Regions from separate parts of the Dromaius novaehollandiae genome. Here region 2 is linked to region 1. Evidence: chromatin contacts called from public Hi-C data. All regions are on one chromosome and are shown on one strand. Each heading gives the region's core, a stretch centred on a gene start, on an enhancer-like site or on the middle of the called end of the contact. The rest is flanking DNA. Distances are from core to core; before and after follow the strand shown. Region 1 holds the start of CMIP (c-Maf inducing protein). Region 2 has its middle 9.1 kb from the start of PLCG2.

The links. A called contact is a pair of places that touch in the nucleus more often than the background predicts.
Region 2: a Hi-C map of liver shows a contact between it and region 1, with 8 times the contacts expected there. The contact joins the enhancer-like site here to the promoter of CMIP in region 1. A contact is called at or near these places in 3 of 4 Hi-C or Micro-C datasets (brain, liver and ovary).

The regions. Positions count from the first base shown.
Region 1 is chr13:19,886,512-19,891,360 of bDroNov1.hap1, forward strand. CMIP (c-Maf inducing protein) reads left to right here and starts at 2,222. Exons shown (of 21, transcript XM_026092579.2): 1 at 2,222-3,288. The coding sequence starts at 2,992.
Region 2 is chr13:20,044,121-20,049,268 of bDroNov1.hap1, forward strand. No RefSeq gene overlaps it. Among named protein-coding and RNA genes, the nearest start is that of PLCG2, 9.1 kb to the right of the region's middle. Within about 2 kb of position 3,346, at least 1 of the 2 cell types and tissues checked has open chromatin away from gene starts, as enhancers often do.

The sequences.
Region 1 (4,849 bases), core at 972-3,471:
TACTCCTGCTATTGTCACTATTTGTACCAGAACAGTGCCTCGGGTCAAACAAGAACAGGTCTTCCTTGTACCAGGCATCCTAGGAACTCTCAGAAACTGCCAGCTCCTGCAGTAAAAAGCTTACATCAAAATAAAGGTGTCCTTTTAAAATTTAGTTTAAAAGTTTTTTTCTTTTTTAACTGCAGGTTCACCGTTATTTACAGGTATGAGTAGATCTGATTTTATTTCAGTGTAATGTGTGTATCATTCATCTCTAGCAGTAGTATGGTATACAAAGCTTTGTGGGAACTGCTTGTGATGGTTAGTGCATAATGGCCAGTCAGTTTGCTTAAGACCAGAAGGTAAGTAATTACCAGTGCTATGAGATAGCGTCAGTCTGAAAAGAGCTTTATACAAAAGAATTTTTTCTTACCATTGGTTGTATCATTTATGTCATTAAATGAGTATATTTCTTCTAACCTTAGCCAAATTGCGTAATTCAGTGCATCATACTATAAACTGGCACTTGAGAGTACTCTGCAGACTTCCTAGGTTTTTATAAATAATTTTGATGCTAACATCCAACAAAAGTATTCATAGAATTTGATAAGTAATTGATGTGTTACTAAAATCTTCCTGAAAGTGTTTAAATAGCAATTCTCTTGTCAAATGCATGCCTATTTCAGCACAACTGCTTTGTAACCTAACACGTGATGGACATCGTCACAGGGATTGTGGTCCATCTAGTCACGTATTCTCTTTGCGAGCACTCAGTACAAAAGGTTTTGTGACAAAAACTCCCAGACCCTTCCAGTGACAGTTCACCTCTCAAACAGATAATTCGTGTGACTCTAAATACTACCATGAATATCAGATGAAAGCATTTTCTGTAGGGCAGGCTCATGACTCCAGTCATAACTGCTGGCACCTCTCTCAGCATCATGATCTCTCATTTGAGAACTATTGTACTAAAAGAAGCTGCTAGAGACTCAGCTGCAGATATAGTCTGGGAAATAATCTGCTTGTCATGGGTACCATCTCTTTCCCAGTCTCCCTAAATTAGAGCTGGGTTTAAACTTTGAAATATGAGGTTTTATACTTTCTCTAAACATTTTGCTAGCAGCAGGTAAAACAGCCCTGTAAATCCCTTCTAAATTCTTGACCTCAGCAATAGCCAGTGTAATGAGTTCCACAGTTTAATGGCACCTACATGTATTCTATACAATGTAGTTTTTTTTTTTTGGTCCTAACCTGCTTGTTCAAATCAGGAAATTGGAAATGAGATCTGAGTTCCATTACTACCTTTGCCAGCTGAGGGAGGGAAAAAAAAAGAAAAAATGTGGATAAATTTTATCATCTCTCTCTGTATGGCATCCATATTGCACACAGCATTACAGAGCTGTTAAACAGTTTAAAGGTCTTAAAGGGAGCTTTTTTTGTTGTTTTTCTTAAATAACTGTTCTGCCTCTTGGATTACTGGAGGATATTCAACCCCCTGCTCCTTGCAGTACTGCCTAGGTGCCCCCGCTCGTCCGGGACCCTCGCACCGACGGGTGCTCCAGGGCAGCGTTTCAGCTCCCCGTACTTTCCCAAAGCCGGAGGGAGGGGAACACCACCGGGGCTGCAGCGAGTGGCGGGTTGGGAGCTTTATTGCTGTTCTCAGCAATGGTTGCACAAGAGCCACCGCACACCGAAGATGCTCAAAACTCAGCCCGTGAGGCGCCGTCAGCTCGGGGCTGCCCGCCTCCCGCAGCCGCCAGGGCGAGGCGGCCACTTCCCGCCGCGGGGGCCACGCCAAAGGGAGATTCACCGAGCCAAAAATCGCCTTTCCCCCCGCCCGTTCTCCAAGAGACCCCCCAGCCCGCGCCGCGCGGCGGCTCCCCTCACGGCGCGCACCGAGGCAGGCAGGGAGCGGGCGGCCTGCGCGGGTGCGCAGGTGCGCGCACACCTCCGGGCGGCTCCCCCCGGCCTCCTGCGCGCCGGGGGCCGCGCTGCCCCCAGCCCCCCGCGGCCCCGCCGGCCTCGGCCTCAGCCTCCCTCCCCGGGACGGCGACGACCACCGCGCGACGACACCGCAGCCGTGAGGAGACGGGCGGGGGGGGAGGGGCAGGCTGAGCCGCCCAACGGCCGGGGGCCGCGGCGCTTCCCGCGCACCTCACGCCGCCGCCGCTGCCCTCGGCGGCTCCGCGGCCATTGACGTCAGGGAGGGCGGCACGTGACCCCGCCGGAGCCAATCGCGTGAGGCCGGAGCCGCGCCGGCGAGAGTCTCTCGGCAGCGCTCTCTCCGCGCGCCTCCTCCTCCTCCTCCTCCTCCTCCCGCGGCAGCGGCGCGCACGGACACACACTCACACACGCACTCACACACACACACACATACGCGCGCGCGCACACACACACACACACACACACACACACGGACACACACACACCCCACGCGCGCCCCCGTCCCCACGCAGGCACACAGCGGCGCACACACGCACCCACATACATGCACACACGCGCCCGCCGCCGCACGCACTCGCGCACACGCCCCGGGGGGAAGGAAGGAGCCGCGGCCGGACGCCCCGCAGCCCCCGCCGCCGCCGCCAGGAGCCCCCGCCGCCGGCTTTTGTCTGCTGCCCCCGCCGCCAGCCCACCCTCCGCTCCGCTCCGCGGGCAGCCGCCCGGCAGCATGGATGTGGCGCTCTGAGAGCCGCCGGAGGAGCCGGGCAGAGCGGAGCGGGGCGCCCGCCGGAGGGCAGATTTTGAAGTTTGAATAAGGATCTTTTTTATCGCTTCCCTTTCCCCCCTCCCCTTTTTTCTTTTATTTTTTCTTTTTTTTCCCCTTGTGGCTGAATCCCTTCCCCCATCTTCCTTGACAGTTTTTTTTCCTTCAGCGTTTTTTAATCTGCTGTGTGGGGTTGGATTTTATTTTTTTTAAAATACCTATCTATCTAGCTAGCTCTCCTACCTATAGAAACCTTCCTCTTCGAGGCGGCTAGCGCTAAGCAAGATACAGACCCGCAGGCTGCTATGGATTTTAACGGCAGCTCTGGTGGGGGCAGCGATCACAGACAGATAGAGGAGAGCAAGCCATTGCTGGGTGAAATGTCTGCGACGGAGGGGAATAAAATGGGTGCTGCTCCGTGCCGGCGAGCGCTGCTCCACTGCAACGGCATGAGGTACAAGCTGCTGCAGGAGGGGGACATCCAGGTGTGCGTCATCCGGCACCCCCGGACATTTCTCAGCAAGATCCTCACCTCCAAGTTCCTGCGGCGGTGGGAGCCGCACCACTTGACCCTGGCGGACAACAGCGTCGCCTCGGCCACGGTAAGCACCGGGCCCGGCGACGGTGGGGGCCCGGCCGCCGCGGCCGTTGGCGCTGAGGGGCCGCCGGCGGCCGTTGGTTGTGCCGCGCGCGGCCGTTGGCGCTGAGGGGCAGCGGCGGCCGGCGCGGGGCGGCCGCGTGTGCGGGAGGACAACTCGGAGGGAAATGCGGGCTCTCTGTGGCAATTTGTGCCGGGCTGCCGCTCGTGAGCGCTCCCCAAGCGTGTCCCTCCCCCTGAGGTGTGTGTGGGGAGGGGGATGTGCGGGTGGGGGGGCTGCGTTTGGGTGAATCCTGAAATGCCGTGTGGGTTTGTTTTTTCATCTTTATAATCCTAGCGATGGTTGATTTTGTAATTACAGCCTTTTTCTTTTTTTTTTTTTTTTTTGAGCAAATGATTTTTTATTGCTTTTTTCCACCTCTTTCCCTGCTGGCAACACAAGACTGACATGAAATTAAGCTTGAGCAGTTCCTTTCTGAAACCGAAGTCTGCGATATGTGCACTGACATATTGGCGAAGTTGGAGGTGGGGAAGGTAGAGGATGCTTTTAATTTGAAAGCAAATGCTTGGGTTTTGCACGGCAACTACCGTGCTGTGGTTCAGGCCTTGTTTTGGGTTCTGATTTGGCGGTCGCATATCCTGCCCAGACACTGACAATGTGATCTTAAAATATGGAGATTCCTGTAGGGTTTTTCCTTCTAATGGAAAATAATGCAAGAGAAAAACGTAAGGTGGTAATATCAACATTACAAGAAATGTACAAAGGCAGATGCAGTCTTTAAAAATGTGATTTATATTTACATGTATACTTAAAATTTCAGTGGGCAATATTACTGGAACGTTTATAGTATGAGATGTGACGACACCCAGATTTAGTCTGGTAGCAATTAACACAGCTCACAAAACATGTTTTACACCAATTTATAACCACACAGTTCAGTTACGCTCGTTTTTGATTTATATGTAAATATCTCATTTTTGTGAATGGTTTCATTCTGGCCTTCCTATAGGACGCTCATGACATGAGAGGGCGAATTGGCTTTTATGTAGGTTTCAATTAATGGTGGATTTAAATGGGTTTCAGCCAGGCTGTGATGTGCTCGGAGGCTGTTTTTTTTTCGTTTGTTTGTTTTACACTTTGATATAGAGACACATAATATGTGTAAGTGTCTTTTCTGCATCATACTCTGCTACAGCCTATTCAAAGCAGGTTTTCAATGCGAGCTGCTTTAACCTTCAGGTAGGCCAGCTGCCTGTTCTCACAGAGTTCTTCTTTTGTGCCTGCAAAACTGTCACAGTGAGACCTTCACCTCCTGTTTCCACTGTACTGTTGAGGATGTTTCCAGGGGAATATTTTTCTTTCTTCTTTGAAGGAACTGCTGTAAAAAGGGAGGAGGACGAGTCAATGGAGTGTTGCTGGAGAGTACCTGAAAAGACATGAGCACAAGTAGTTTTTGCAGTTCTTGGTTCTGTTAAGATACCATCAGTGCAAAGGGGAAGTTGAGTATCAGTGGAAATGAGGCATTTTCCTGGCAGTAGCCATAGCTGATTACTTCTGAAAAGAG
Region 2 (5,148 bases), core at 2,096-4,595, 160 kb after region 1:
TCTTTCCCACGCACGCTCCTTTGCCTCGTTCAGGAGCATTAAGGCAGTCCCCACGTTCAGCCAGCTCTCAGCACCCAGCTTACCACCTCCGATATTTTGTGGTACGATTCCTGCCTGCTGGGCTGGGGCTCGCCAGCCCTGGCCACGCGCGGGAAAGCACACCCGAGAAGCAGACTTCCTGCGGCTCGCCGGCAGCTGCCCTGCCGCGCGGTCCCAGACCCAAACGGGCTTTCTGTCACCTGCCAGGGTCGCTTTATTTAAGCTGGCCAAGCTGTGTCCAGCTGCCTGCCTCTGTGCTAGTAGGTAGAACCGTGCTGGCACATTTCCTGGGCAATTGCTAACTGCGAAGTGTTTCTATTCCATCAGCTAAAACACATCTACTCGCATCTCTGCATGGATTCAAGAGCGGTGCTGATACCAGGCCAAGTTCCAGTCTTGCTCTTTCCTCTGGGCGCTCTCACTGTACGCATTTCTCAGTTTGGGGATTGATGTCATTTTAGAGCTGCGGTTAAGCATTCGCACAAAATTACCTGTGTAAAAATACAGTGCAGGGAAATGTTAGCTAAGCTTAGCTTAGATCACTGCAGATGTGTTATTTTGGGAGTGTGTTCATACTGTGCAGTCCTTATTCAGACAAAATGGCAATTGACGTAATTTTTTCCATAATGTTGCTTTTATTTGAAATCATATCTATACATCTTGCACAAATCAAACTAATAATATGCATTTCCATGACAGATTCTACTTATGGATTAATTTTGGAATTTAGTTTATAGACATGATTTGACTTCAGTGGGATTTATGCCCATAAAAGGACTGCAACAACAGGGGGCAAATGCTAGAAGGAGGATTTTTGTCTATAATTCAGCATGTTTGTGGAACCCTTAACAATGTTCCAATCTTCCATCCGAAAACTGCCTTGTCACCTTCTGATTTACAGCATTTTCCATTGCCTTTACACTGTTCTTCTTACTCGGTATTTCTTACAAGGCAGGTATTGTCAAATCTCTTTCTTCAAACATATAATAACCACCTTTTGTATCGAGCAGGCGTATAAATTACTCGGCTTATATGACAGAACAGAAAATAAAGAGTTGAGTATCTGGCAGAGATGCCAAAGAGTGATGTTATTATAACCTTACTGTGAAAGATTTGCCAACAGAAAGTCACATATCAGTGAGGGAACCAATGACAATATTTGCAGGAGGAGGCTTTATTACACCAAATATTAAAAAACATTATTGTATGATATATTTACAGACAAATCACACCTCTCTTATCAGGATGTTCAATAGCCATCCATGCATGTAACAGATGGGATTTATAGCTTTGATACACCACAGGCACTGAAGGGCATATAATCACAGGTTTACTTGTCAGTTTTATGGCCTTATTGTTCAGAACTTCTTGGGAATTTTCCCAAGGTGTCCATTTTTAAAAGGAAAATGTTGTTCCTGGAAAATTAAAATCTTGCAGTTTTCCAGTTTTCCTTTGAGAAACTTATAACAGGAAAAGCAAATCCATTGCAAGGTCGAATGGTCCAAACAGAAGTTTGGAAACCGAAGCACAGTGCTTGATTTTGAGCAGCCTAAAATATCCACCCGTCTTTGCTTGTGCTGCTATCATACCCAGGGGACTTTTGTTCTGATGCTTTGCCCCATCATTTTCTCAAATAGGCTTGGCTTCCCGATGCACTTGTCATCTTCCTCTGGTGAAGCAACGCAATATCCCCCAGCAGCCAGCCAAACACGGGGGTACATTGGGGATGTAGTTTGGCAAGGAAGCCTGGGCAGAGAGCTAAAAGGAAGCCCACTGAAATCTTACAGGAAAAGCTGAAAAATTCATTGCATAGGGAAAAATATGATTACAGGGTTGAGTGGCAGCTTAGGGAAAAGTACCTGTAGCCAGCTCTTCGTGTTGCAATTACCTGTCTAGACTTGTACAGTCCAGCAGAGCCTTCTTTAAGTCGCAGAAAAAACTTGTCTTTCCAAGGAGCATCAGGACGACACAACACAGCCACTGAAACAGAAAATCAAAACATTATCTCACCGGATCTGTTCTCGCTGGCTGACTGCATCTTGAGGCGACCCTGTTACCTAGTGACTGGTGGAAACAGATAACCCTTTCCTGAGTATCACCCATGGTACACAATCAATAATGTGCAGTATTATAATCAGCGCTTTCTGCTTGATTTATCACTGCTTTTCAGCAATCAGCTGACCTTGGACTAAAGCTTCGGATCAAACTGGCTAAAGTGGAAGAAAGCTAAAAAGCTCTTGGTAGTCATTTGATAGCGGTCGGCATCTGGTCCAGTGCTCCACCTCATGGCAGCAACACAGATGTGCAAGGGAAGAATTACAGCTGTGGTTTAGCCTCATGGGCTTAACGGGATGATGAATGACACTGTTTCCTTCTTTGCAAAATAATTGCTGAGTGTCACCAAATTAAACAGACTCTCAACTGATTCTCTTCTCCCTTTACATGACAGAGACAGAGACAGAAAATCGGTGTTCAGGTGCAGCTGAAACCTGAGTGTTGCACTTTTTCTGTACGAGGCCCAGAAACCTCATGCAGCCTTTGGACGCACTAAATCATTTCCCCTGTGTCCCTTATAGGTGAGGTGGGTAGAGTTTCCCACGGTAAAGGCTATCCAGTGCCTCCCAGTATCATACCATATTTTCATGTGTTTATCAGAAATTATTTACAAATAATTAGGAGGCTGCAAATTTTCAGGCCCAATGTCTGCTTTAGAGCAACTTTCCACTAAAATACTTCAGGAAACAAGATAAGAAGGAAATAAATGTGCATCTGTGCTAAAACAGGCTTTCAAACATTATTTTCATTTTCAGCTGCTTTAGCAGTAGCACATTTTGGATCAGGAACCTGAAATTTCTGGGTTGAGGAAGAGCCTGATGGTGTGTTTGCTTCTTGCTGTTTCCATCAGAACTTAACCGAAAATTTAAAACATTGTGGCCTCAGTTCAGAATATTTAGCCATCTCGTTCTCTGGACACAGGCTCTGCTTCCTCACAGCTCCCACAGCCCTGCGGGGTATTTAGCGCAGACTGTGGCCATCCCGTTGCCGGTTTCTCCGGCAGCCAGGGACGCCAAGGCCATGCCGTGGTTTGCCGCTTCTGTAGCGGTGAGCACCCTGCTTCATGCCAGAGCATGGCCCCGCCACCCTGGGTATGTTGGGGGCTCCCATTTTTTTTTTCCTCCCATAAAATGCATCGATGGCTCAAGCAAGGACTGGAAAGCTGTTGCTGCCCAGCCTGCAGCCAAGGCGGGAGAAGGCAGCTCGGCACCGGCTGCAGGGCCTGCGTCCGCGGGGCCGGGGAGCCTCCTCGCTGGAGCTGCACAGGGCGAACTGCTCCCCGACTCGCAGGCTCTGCTGCCCTCCCGTGGCACAAGTAGTAAAATGGGCCTTTTTGGAGAAATTCAAAGGCATGCTTTGAATATGACGTCTTTCTTTCATTTGTGACTTTTAATACAGGTTTACAGGCAGCTTGGCAAGTGCAGATGGATCCCTCAAAGGTAAGCTTTGCACAGTAGTAATACTGCAAATTGATCACCGCTGAACTTCTGCACGTTCAAAGCCACGTGCAGTAAAAAATCTGACCTTTCAACAAACTCTGCGGGAAAGGTCTTAAAATTATACTTAATAAACCAACTTATCAAGCTGTGCTTTCCCATGCACTGGGTCCTGTTCTCCTCTTTGGTAAGTATTTCTTTTTATAACACCATTTTGCTCTTCAGTAATGCCCTCCATCTAAGGTTATCAAAATGCTAATCAGTTAGGCCTCCCAAGAGCCCATTACCTGGAAAAATATTACTCATCCTGCAAGCAAAACACAGCCTCCAGCTCTGCTTTGGATGGATATTAAAAAAAAAGAGTATTCAAGCCTAATGGTAATAGTGAAAAATTTGTTTGCGTTAGGTTCTTCTTCCTGCTGTTGCCAGTAAACATTGTATTTTATAAAAGTATCAAATTATAGATCAGAATTATAGATCAGAATTCAGCCTGCTTCTCAACTGGGAGAAGCTCCGGTTCTCTGAAGGTAGTAAAGTACATGCAAACATCTCTCAGTACACTTCATCCATTTCTAGCTGTAACTCAGTAATCCTTTGCTTTTATTGCTTTAGCTTAATTTTAGTACAAGATTTTCCTTGCCATTCACCTGCCCGCTGCTAAATCCCATGATAATATTTGCAGCGTGGTGTACAAGTGTGGGCATGCTGTAGCAATTATAGACACCAGAAAAAGTTTGTTATAAAATGGCTAGTAACGTAATGGCTAGTATGCAAAGCACTAAACCCACCGCATCATGGGTTAGCTGCCACATTCAAATATAGGTCACATGTGCAAAAGCAGATTTGAAAAGATAAGCTGCTAAACTCTCCCATCTCTGGGAGACAGTCAAGCTGACAGACTAAAACAACTGAGCTAACTTGATCTTTAATCCAGCACTGTCGTAAACTATCTAGAAAGATATTATCAAGCAGTAAGTGGCACGCATAGATGACTTGAAGGGTAAGAACTGGAAATCACTATGAGAAACTGAGAAAATCAAGATTTTGAGAGCTAAAAACTACTGTAATTGCATAATTGCATAAAGTACAAGGCAGAAGAAAGTCAGCCCTCTTTCCATGATTCCAGACAAGCAAAAAATGTTTGGTGTTAATCTGGATTAATTCCTGCGTTGGCTCACTGCGTGTCTGTGCAGATGCTGTGTCAGCACAAGTGAAAGGCAACACAGACCTGCTCATAGTAAGGGAGAAGGGAAGATCACTGTTTTCTTGAGTTTTTCCAGTTCAAACTGAGTTGTTTTGCACAGTGACACTTCTGTGACTCTTGAGGATGCTTTGAGTAACTAGCTTTTCCAAGGTCCTAAAGATCTCATTTTAAACTGAGTTAGTAGACAGCTGTGTTAAGATGCAAGCAGGCCTGTGATCCTAAACTAGCTCCAGAAGAGGATGGGTAGGCTTCCACACCTAAAGGTGCTTGCTTAATAAAAATATAACCCCAGACACTTCTGTTAAGGTCTCCTAAGGAGGAATTCTTTCAGCTGTGGAGAGCCTCATTACACCTGCCAGGCTGTTTCTAGTTTCTACTCCAAAGAGAGTCAGGTGGAGGAATTCAACCCTTGGG